Linked DNA regions of Zea mays: region 2 is linked to region 1. The links are chromatin contacts, called in public Hi-C maps. All regions are on one chromosome and are shown on one strand. The core of a region is the stretch at or near the end of the contact, and the rest is flanking DNA. Distances in the headings are between cores, read along the strand shown. Region 1 holds the start of LOC103638467 (probable phospholipid-transporting ATPase 4). Region 2 holds the start of LOC100216778.

Region 1 (4,548 bases), core at 1,975-4,474:
CAACTCTCTATCAGGCCCAATAGAGGTCTTTGCTTTAAGAAACTCAGCATTCCAAGAAGAATATTCTGATTCATCAAGCACCCTGTACGATAGTGCCAATGTTCGCAAGCCTGCCTCACCATATTCATTCAGGTGCTTAGTTGTATCAACTTCATACATCCTTCCATTTTTTGCCAATCTATCAAATATGATGCTGCTTGGTTGGGAACAAAGAACGGTCAAGGATAGTCAAGTTGAAGCCAAAGAAAGTAGTGGCATTGAAAAAGATAGAGCAAACAAGCCAAGCATGTTGGCAGCACCAAGTAATCAGGTGTAAAATTTGCTTATTAACATTTTTAAGCTAATAAAAAATATCAAAATCTGAGTGCAGATGGCCTGATGTACAGGCTTAGCCAATAATAAATTCAAAGAGCATCACCAAAAAAAATTAAAAAATGGTACAAATCCTACCTGTCTGCTCCTTTGCACAAAAGAAGAATTTGACCATCTTCATCCTGCAGAATTACAGTCATTCGTTTTCTTTTGCTATTGAATTCCAATAGATTGAGAATCTTGAACTCCCTGAAAGCATACTCATGCATTAAGACAAAATAATAAGAAAAAGAAAAAGGAACAGATACGTGCAAATGGAGTAACAAATACTGATATGCAACCTCTCAATTGTGCCTTTCGAAGAAGTGTGTTTCTCCCTGACAAAGACACTTGATTGTGTTCGTTTGAAAAATTCAAATCCAAATTCCCTGGCTGCCACGAGAAAAGCCCCCTCATCAGGTGATTCTGCTTCATAGGCAATAGAACCAGTTGCTTCATTTATCTCTGGTATCGCTGTGTGACACAGAGCAAGTATCCTGAAGAAGAGTAGAATTGTGGAAGAATTTGGTTCCTTGGTCCAGTTCCCTTGCATGAGACGGTCATCCTCAAAACTGAAGCCTTTTATGGAGGGCTTTCGGTTGTTGCCAACACTAAAGGTAACTCCTTCTACCAACTCGATTTGATCCTCATTGTTCTCTTCCCATATATCTTGTATAGGGATATCCTGGTCATCAGCACCTGACGCCATCTGCTTTGCAGCAGCAAGTTCAACTTCACTTGAACCCACGCCGTATGATACTCCAGCAATTGAACACTTCAGGAAATCCATCTGATTGCAGGTCAGTGTACCAGTTTTATCAGACAAGATTGTATGAACTTGGCCAAGTTCCTCATTCAAGTTTGATGTACGCGCCTGAGCGGTATTGCCAGTCTCCTCGTCAAACATATGAATATCCTGGTTAATGAAATGTGCTTGCAATACCTTCACCAGTTCAATCGAGACATACAACGAGATTGGAATCAGATACCCATAAAGAATGAGAGCCGTGATTAGATGGAATATCCCAGAAAGAGCAGGGCGTGATGGATCATCTAACTTATTGCTTTTCTGTGGCTGCAAGTACCACCAGCGGGGCAAATCTAACTTGATCCTCACAGCAAATCCAATTGAACTAATGAGTGATATCAACACGAGCACAGTAAACAGGATGTATATGATCAAATCCATCTTCCTCTCAATCCTGCTCCTCTTGGATGGCGACTCAGTTGAGTTCTGCATGACTTTACTGTCATGACCGGTAAAAATGACCACTCCATAGACAAAGGCTGTATTCCTTAGTTTTGAGTCCCGCAGAAGTATCTGAGACGGATCAAGGGCGTAAACCTGCCTCTCATACTCAAAGTTACCAGTGAATGTGTACAAGCTCGGGTTGGGATCCTCACAGCGTATCACTGCCTGGAAATCTTTAAAGGACTCGTCTTCTTCCAACGGCAGCGTAACCTCAAGTGACCTCTTCACCTTAAGGTTTGTCTCGCCATCGAGGTTCATTGTCTCGACATAGCAAATGCCATCCTCATAGCTTGAGGACAGTAGCAGTAAATCAGCAGGGAAGAACTGGTCCTTCTCAACCCTGACCACATCGCCTACGCAAAGGTCCTCCCAGTGCCGGTAGTCGAATTCGCCATCACTCTTGTGCACGCTGACATTGCGGTTGTTCACCTTCATGTCCTGCATGAAGCGGCGCCAGTCCTCCAACCCCTCCTTCATCATGCTGAGGCCAACGACAAATGCCAGCGGAGCAATCATGCTGACGGCAGAGAAGGGGCACACCGGGGTGAGAGAGAGGATGGCGGTGAGGAGGAAGTAGAGGTTGGCAACGCGTCGGAACTGCTCGAAGATGGCCTTGGGGAAGAAGGTGACGACGTTGTACTTGGTGGTGGTGATGTAGTTGGTGATGTACTTGAGCGGCTTCTGCAGGGCGGCGTTGTTGCAGTACACGACGCGCGAGAAGCCCGGCCCGCCGACGGCGCCAGCCCCGTCGGAGGAGGGGCCCGCATCGCCGGCGTGCTCGTGCTGGGCGCGAAAGCAGGAGAAGGTGTAGAGATTGCTCCACCGCATGCGGTCCCGCCTGCGGCGGCCGGAACGGCCCATCTCGGCGCCCGGTGTCCGTTAGCGCCCGATTTCCAGCTAGGCAGGTGCCGGCATTGCAGCCCCTCGATGGAATCTAGGATGGGATTCCTATACCGCGGGGCGAATTGGACCTGCAACTTCGGGACTCAGTTCGTGATCTCGTCAGCGAATAAAAAAACAGAAACAAAAAGAAACAAAGAAATGAAAGACCAAGAAATCAAACAAGAGGAAGTTGCAGACATGGAAATCTCACGCCATGGAAACCTGGAATCCGCTAAAACAACGCACAAATTATAACCGCGTGTATTGCAGACACATTACCTCCTAATTCACCCGTGGAAAGAGAAAACAGCGCAAACCGAATGAGCTGCCCAAAAAACCTCCGCAACGGGTGCAAACGAGGAGCACAAAAAAACGACGGGGGCGAGGAAAACTCGCAGGACCAGGAACCGAGGCGCCAGCATCCAGCTGGGGAGATTGAGACGAGGGAAGGCGGGGTGCACCAACCCGGGTGGCGAGGCTGAGAGAGGTGCGAAGAGAAGGGCCGAGGCAGCGAGTCCAGCGAACAGGCGGGGTGTCGATTCCAGCGCGGGGATTCGCCCGCGGCGGCCGGCGACGCTTGGGTGGGTGGTGGTACCTGGTACGGGGGTGGGGTGGGGTGGGGCGGAGCGAGAAGGGTGGGGAGGGGGAAGGAACGAGGTGGGGAGCGACTAGCGAGGCCGCGAGGTGGAGGTGGTGAGACGAGGAGAGAGAGAGAGGAATTAATCGATTAATTAAGTCCGATAATATTAATCCGCCATTTATATCTATATCAACCGTGATCGCTCGTCGAGGTTCCCCACGCTGTACATCAATTCGGCAAAATATTTTTCATTCCCCCTTTCGACTTTCGTTTAGCTTATTACTTGTATTTTTAGCTAAGTAAAGTGTATATAATTTGTTTTTCGTAGCATGACCATACGTAAATAAAGTTAACTTGGATATTTGAGCTGCAAGATGTATATATAGGCGCTCGTCGCTTTGCGCGTCGCGTACGTGCTCGTGCGATCGTGCCCAACAACCACCGAGTCGTGGGTTGGCAAAGCTTGTTACTATTCTCCCCTTTTTAAGTCGAGAAAAGAAAAAAAAGGAAAACGGTTGGCTCCGTGCAACACCGGCGGTGGTGTGGTCGAGCCGTATGCGGAAACGGAGGCGGCGTAGCTGCGGACATGGCAATTGGCAACCGCCGGCAGAGACTGCTCGTGTGTTGTGACCGGTTAATAATTAATATTCTCTCCGTTAACTTTTTAAAATATAATTAATCACTCGTCTTATTAAAAAAACTAGGTCAGTGCCCGTGCGTTGCAACGGAGACATATAATATCTTGATACCTTATATATGCATATATGTGTTATATAATTATGAGATAGAGAATGACATATGTGAGATGTCCGGGATGACACCGAAGAGAAACTCGGACCTGTGACGCACGGCCATTCACCTAGTAAAATATGAAGCCAGAACAGAAACCAGTTCCGGGAAGCCCTGACAAAGGGACCCTAAGAAATCACACGAAGATTTTGCACAGAATCAGATAGTTTAAAACAAGTATTAAATCAATCTGCAATGTGATAAACAGTCCAAGGAACTTCTATTGGTAAGAGGGGTTTGGACGTTTGGTACAATGGAAATTACACAACAATCTCTCTGCTTGCCACAAAATATAAATGTACATGATTTCAAAAGACCTATACAAAGAGACTGAGGGAAAAATGATGCTTTCATGCCCACCTCAACTCTCATGGAAGGAAAAGGAAAAAGTGGAACACTTGGGACATATATATTTACACGATAGAGAGATGGGGATGATGCCTGGACAATGGTACATCTTAAAAAGAATAAACTACCTAAATTCTTTCATTCCTTTTAAGAAAAATAATAACAATGCACTATCTACCAGCCTGGTGAGCAAGCTTCAATAAATGAACAGAATGGTACACTTCCCTACACAAGTCTTCTAACAGTGCGTGTGACTCAGCCCATCATCATATTCGTATACCGCAAAGAGAATGCTGAATTGTTGATGGTTGACAAACAATCTCATGCACATTGATGGTCCCTCCTT
Region 2 (4,360 bases), core at 651-3,150, 220 kb after region 1:
AAGAATTCTGGAAACTGGAAGATTGTTCAAAAATTTACACATAGGCACTTGTGGAGTGTGGCTGAAAATGACATTGATGAAAGACCTAGTTCCTCAGGACTATCATACCAAGATGATACATGTGTTGGTTCTGAAGTGCAAGTTAATGAAGGAGATATGGAGATACCTGGACATCAGGATGCTGACGAATCTGTTAATGTCAATGCAAGTGTGGTTGATGAATTTCGGGTGCAACGAGAAGAGGAAGTGGAAGAGTATGAGACAAGCGACAATGAAGATGAAACTGGATGGCAATATGCTAGTGACAACGAAGAATCAATAACTATTGTCAATGACGATGATGATTTCAGTGATAACGAGTAGCATGTTTTTTGTTTGATCTGAGAGAAGTGAACTCTATGCTGTATTTTGTTTGATTTTTAAGAAGTGAACTAGCTACTGTTATTTGAGAAAAGTGAACTGTATGCTGTAATTTGTTTGATTTTTAAGAAGTGAACTCGCTACGGTTATTTGAGAGGAGTGAACTTTATGCAATAATTTGTTCGAGCTTTGAGAAGTGATATTCAACTTTTCTATGCAACTCAGATTTCAGAAAACACACATTTCAGATTTCAGAACATACACATAATACACATTTCAGATTTCAGATTTCAGAACATACACATTTCAGATTTCAGATTTCAGAACATACACATAATACACATTTCACATTTCAGATTTCAGAACACACACATAATACACATTTCAGTATTGTCTAACTGATGTAATACTACTGCTACACATAATACACATTTCAGATTTCAGAACATACACATTTCATAATGCATTTCTATGCAACTCAGATTTCAGAAAACACACATTTCAGAACACATTTGTGTGCACCACATATTTCACATTTCAGATTGTAGATTACATTTTAGGTTTCAGAACATAGATCCAGCCATGCATCAGTAGTGCACAGCATGTTTACAAGACCCCTACATTTTTCTACCCAATGACATCTCGCTTTTTCTTCTTCTGGTTATGAACCAATTCCTGCAACATTCCATAGATGGCTTCCTTTTCATGTCGCATAGCTTGTAAGCCAAGTAGTCCTTGTTGTCATCCACCTTGACATCCTAGTAGTTCTAGATCAGACTTAGGGATGGTGGCAATGGCATGGGGTACTATCTACCAGTTCAGCGACGAACATGGTGTGTAACTGAATTTTGTGATCCGCTTCTAACACCTTGTAATACACAACACCAACCTTGTGATCCATGTCTTTCAGCTAGTAAACTGAACATGGCGTGTAACTGAAACTGCACATGGCGTGTAAACTGAACATGGCGTGTAACTAAATTTGCTTGTAAACTGAAACTGCACTTGTTGCATGCCTGTATCCAGAATTGCACAGGCACTGAATTGCTGAATGATTGTGTCCAGAGTGTAAAATTCAGTTCTCGACTGCCATCACTGAGATGAGAATGTACTCTGCAAGTCTGAGCTTATTTGACACTTCCATTCAGACTTCAAAAATTGGCACACTGTGGCTAGGTGGATACACTACAGGTCGGTAGCATTCAGGATGGTGATGGCGCCCGACGAGGGATGACGATGGCGTGACGCTTAGCATGGGCGACAGTGCAGCTCTCCTCGATGGGATACAGACGGCGCGGTGGCGCTCGAGCAGAAATAGCAGAGGTGTTTTCTGTGTCCATGGAAAGCTCTCGGCATGACCTGTGCCGCTGTGCGCTATGATGGGCCTCAACTTTGTGCAGCCCATGTCACTTTTGTATAGTTATCGCTGGATCAACGGTGAAGGGTGCAGATTAGCTGACTGCTCTCTGACGTTGTCTAGTCTGAATCCCACGACCCCACCCCACGCCCGTCTTCCTCGCCTCAACGCCGCCACCCAATCCAACCGCCTGGACGCCACAACCCCGCCCCACCTCGGCGCCGCCGCTCCATCCAACTACCTCGACGCCGCCATCCATCCAACCGCCTCGGTGTCTGCTCCTCAATACCTGGCCGTGTTCAACATGCCCCCTGGAAGGATGGATGGGGCAAGGACATGCAGAGACCTTGGTGGTAAGTGACTTCAAGTTCTTCTCTCATTTACTGCTTTGCTATCGTTGCCCGGCACGGGTCGCCGATGCCGTCGCCTAGCACGGGCCACCGCTGCCGTTGCCCAGCACGGGCCGTCGCTGCAGAGAGATGTCTTTTATCCTTGCAAACACATGTGTATTTTTTGCAGCAGAGAGGTTTGAGGTGCTCAGATCGGATCCCCTATTCTCCTTTTTTATAGATGGATTCTATAGGTTATCTATCGCAGTGGTAAATAGAGATGCATAATTTAGTTATATGCTTATTTTTGTACAGATATTGTTGTCGCTAATGGCATATAGTGATTATCTAAAGATATTATGTCATAAGTTATGATTTTCTATATGATTTTGATAGTAGGAGTGTAGGACAGTACGTTAGAGCATCTCCAACAAATACCAAAAAATTAGCTCCCAAAACACAGACATTGGGATCTCCTTAAAAGTATTTAGGCCAATAAAAAAGGTAGTACTCCAACAGCTCCATATAGTTTACGTAAAACCTGTTTGATCGGTTCACAAATCTCCACCAGTTTGTTACCCGTCGTCCACTCCCACAAATGTTCTAGGTTTATTATTCAAAACGTACATACTGCTCGCTTGAACACATGTATTATTCGGAATGTGTTGTTGAACTGCTCGCTTGAACACAGGTAAAAAAGGTCTGGTTAGTATTCAGAACATATAGGTACAAATTAGTAGCTTAATTATTTACCATTTAGAATTCAGAACATACAAGAACAAATTGCTAGCTTCAACTGCTAGCTTTACTATTTGTGACACACATAGAAGATAACGGTACAGGCACTTCATTATAAATGCAGTTCACATAACAGATTAACAGCACAGGCAAAACACAGGAGTATCAGGCACACATACAGTCTGATTCACAATGTTGTGTTCCAAGTAAAAAATGTAAATATCAAGTGAATTGATTATATGTAACAGAATAACAACTTCAAGAAATCCACTCTAAATAAACACATATGCTGTCCAGTGTGTATTCTTGAACTATAATCAATTCCTTTATAATTTAGTCCATCCATTTCATTTTGTCATACGTTTACATGAATAGCTATTTCATCATGGAGTACAATTTTTACTGCTAGGCATCACAAATAACAGAGTTCAGAAAACATGAAGAATCTGGAGACATGCTTTTCTTTTTTCCCCTATAATATGGTTTGAGACTTTGATATTAGGTGCTATTGGAGTTGCTCTTATCTCCTCTTTTTCTAGCAAAGGCAACATATATGCATGGCCACTAGTTACTTCTTTTTGTTTACAAGAAAATAACAGACGAATTGGTGAATCGTTAACATCACTTGTTCTGAACTGACACCAATAATTACTTTACAGTTGTTTACTACTATGTTCCACCAACCATCGTGTTGTTAGCACAATTCTGATATTTATCTAGTTCGACAGAATTCCAATTAGTTTACTTGCTCCAAACAGTTTAGTAGTCGTGTCCTATTCACTTGCTTCAATTAGTTAACAGAACTTGCATCAATTAGTTCACTTGATGCAACACTCATATTTTGCCTATTTAATGTATGTTCAGAGGTGCCAATTACTGAGTATGAAAAGGAGAGGGCTTTAAATGTGATGAGGAACAACAAAATGTTGAGTAGCCTTGGTATAACTGGATTAACATCACTTATTCGATCAAGTAGTACAAGGAAGAACTCTATCGCTCGTGAAGACTTTGATCCATTGTATGAACCTGATCATAGTGAGGACAATGATCATCATGTGGCTAATCAGGTACTTAGATTTCTTATTGTACCCCTTTGGTGTTATTACTGATTTGTGCTCAATGTGCAATAAGATAAATTTGGGTTTAATTCTTTTATTATGCCTACGAGGCCATGCAGGATGATCCTTTCTACATTGAAAGAAGGAACACCAACATGTCTACTGGTTTTGGAGGAACAAAAGGATCCAAGAGAGTGGTAGCACCTAATGTAGAAGACCAAGTTGGTAGAGTAACTAGGCAGAAGACAAAGGAACTATCCTTAGTTGAGAAAGATATACATGGTTTGACTGCAAATACAGATGAGCACACATTGATTTCTGCCAATTTTCCTGCACACCATGATGACGAGATTCAGATGTGTGATGAAGGCAAGAAAACAGTGATCTATTCTAAAACAAATATGTTCTAGAAATTTGCATTAAACTGATTATAATCTACATTAATTTTGTGAAAATGTTCATTATTTTCAAGTCAAATAGATGTCATGACAGATAAATGGATAAGGGGAAAAAGTATG

What was found. Hi-C and Micro-C count contacts between places; a contact is called where the count stands out from the background.
Region 2: a contact with region 1 is called in a Hi-C map of tassel, with 4 times the contacts expected there. The contact joins the promoter of LOC100216778 here to the promoter of LOC103638467 in region 1. A contact is called at or near these places in 2 of 25 Hi-C or Micro-C datasets (leaf and tassel).

Annotation. Positions count from the first base shown.
Region 1 is chr9:73,417,100-73,421,647 of Zm-B73-REFERENCE-NAM-5.0, forward strand. It overlaps LOC103638467 (probable phospholipid-transporting ATPase 4), which reads right to left and starts at 3,225. Exons shown (of 11, transcript XM_008661370.3): 1 at 2,951-3,225; 2 at 654-2,574; 3 at 451-561; 4 at 1-193. The coding sequence starts at 2,464.
Region 2 is chr9:73,635,039-73,639,398 of Zm-B73-REFERENCE-NAM-5.0, forward strand. It overlaps LOC100216778, which reads left to right and starts at 1,901. Exons shown (of 6, transcript NM_001143177.1): 1 at 1,901-2,070; 2 at 3,649-3,851; 3 at 3,962-4,211; 4 at 4,335-4,360. The coding sequence starts at 2,022. LOC118473325 reads left to right here. Exons shown (of 4, transcript XR_004852676.1): 4 at 1-560.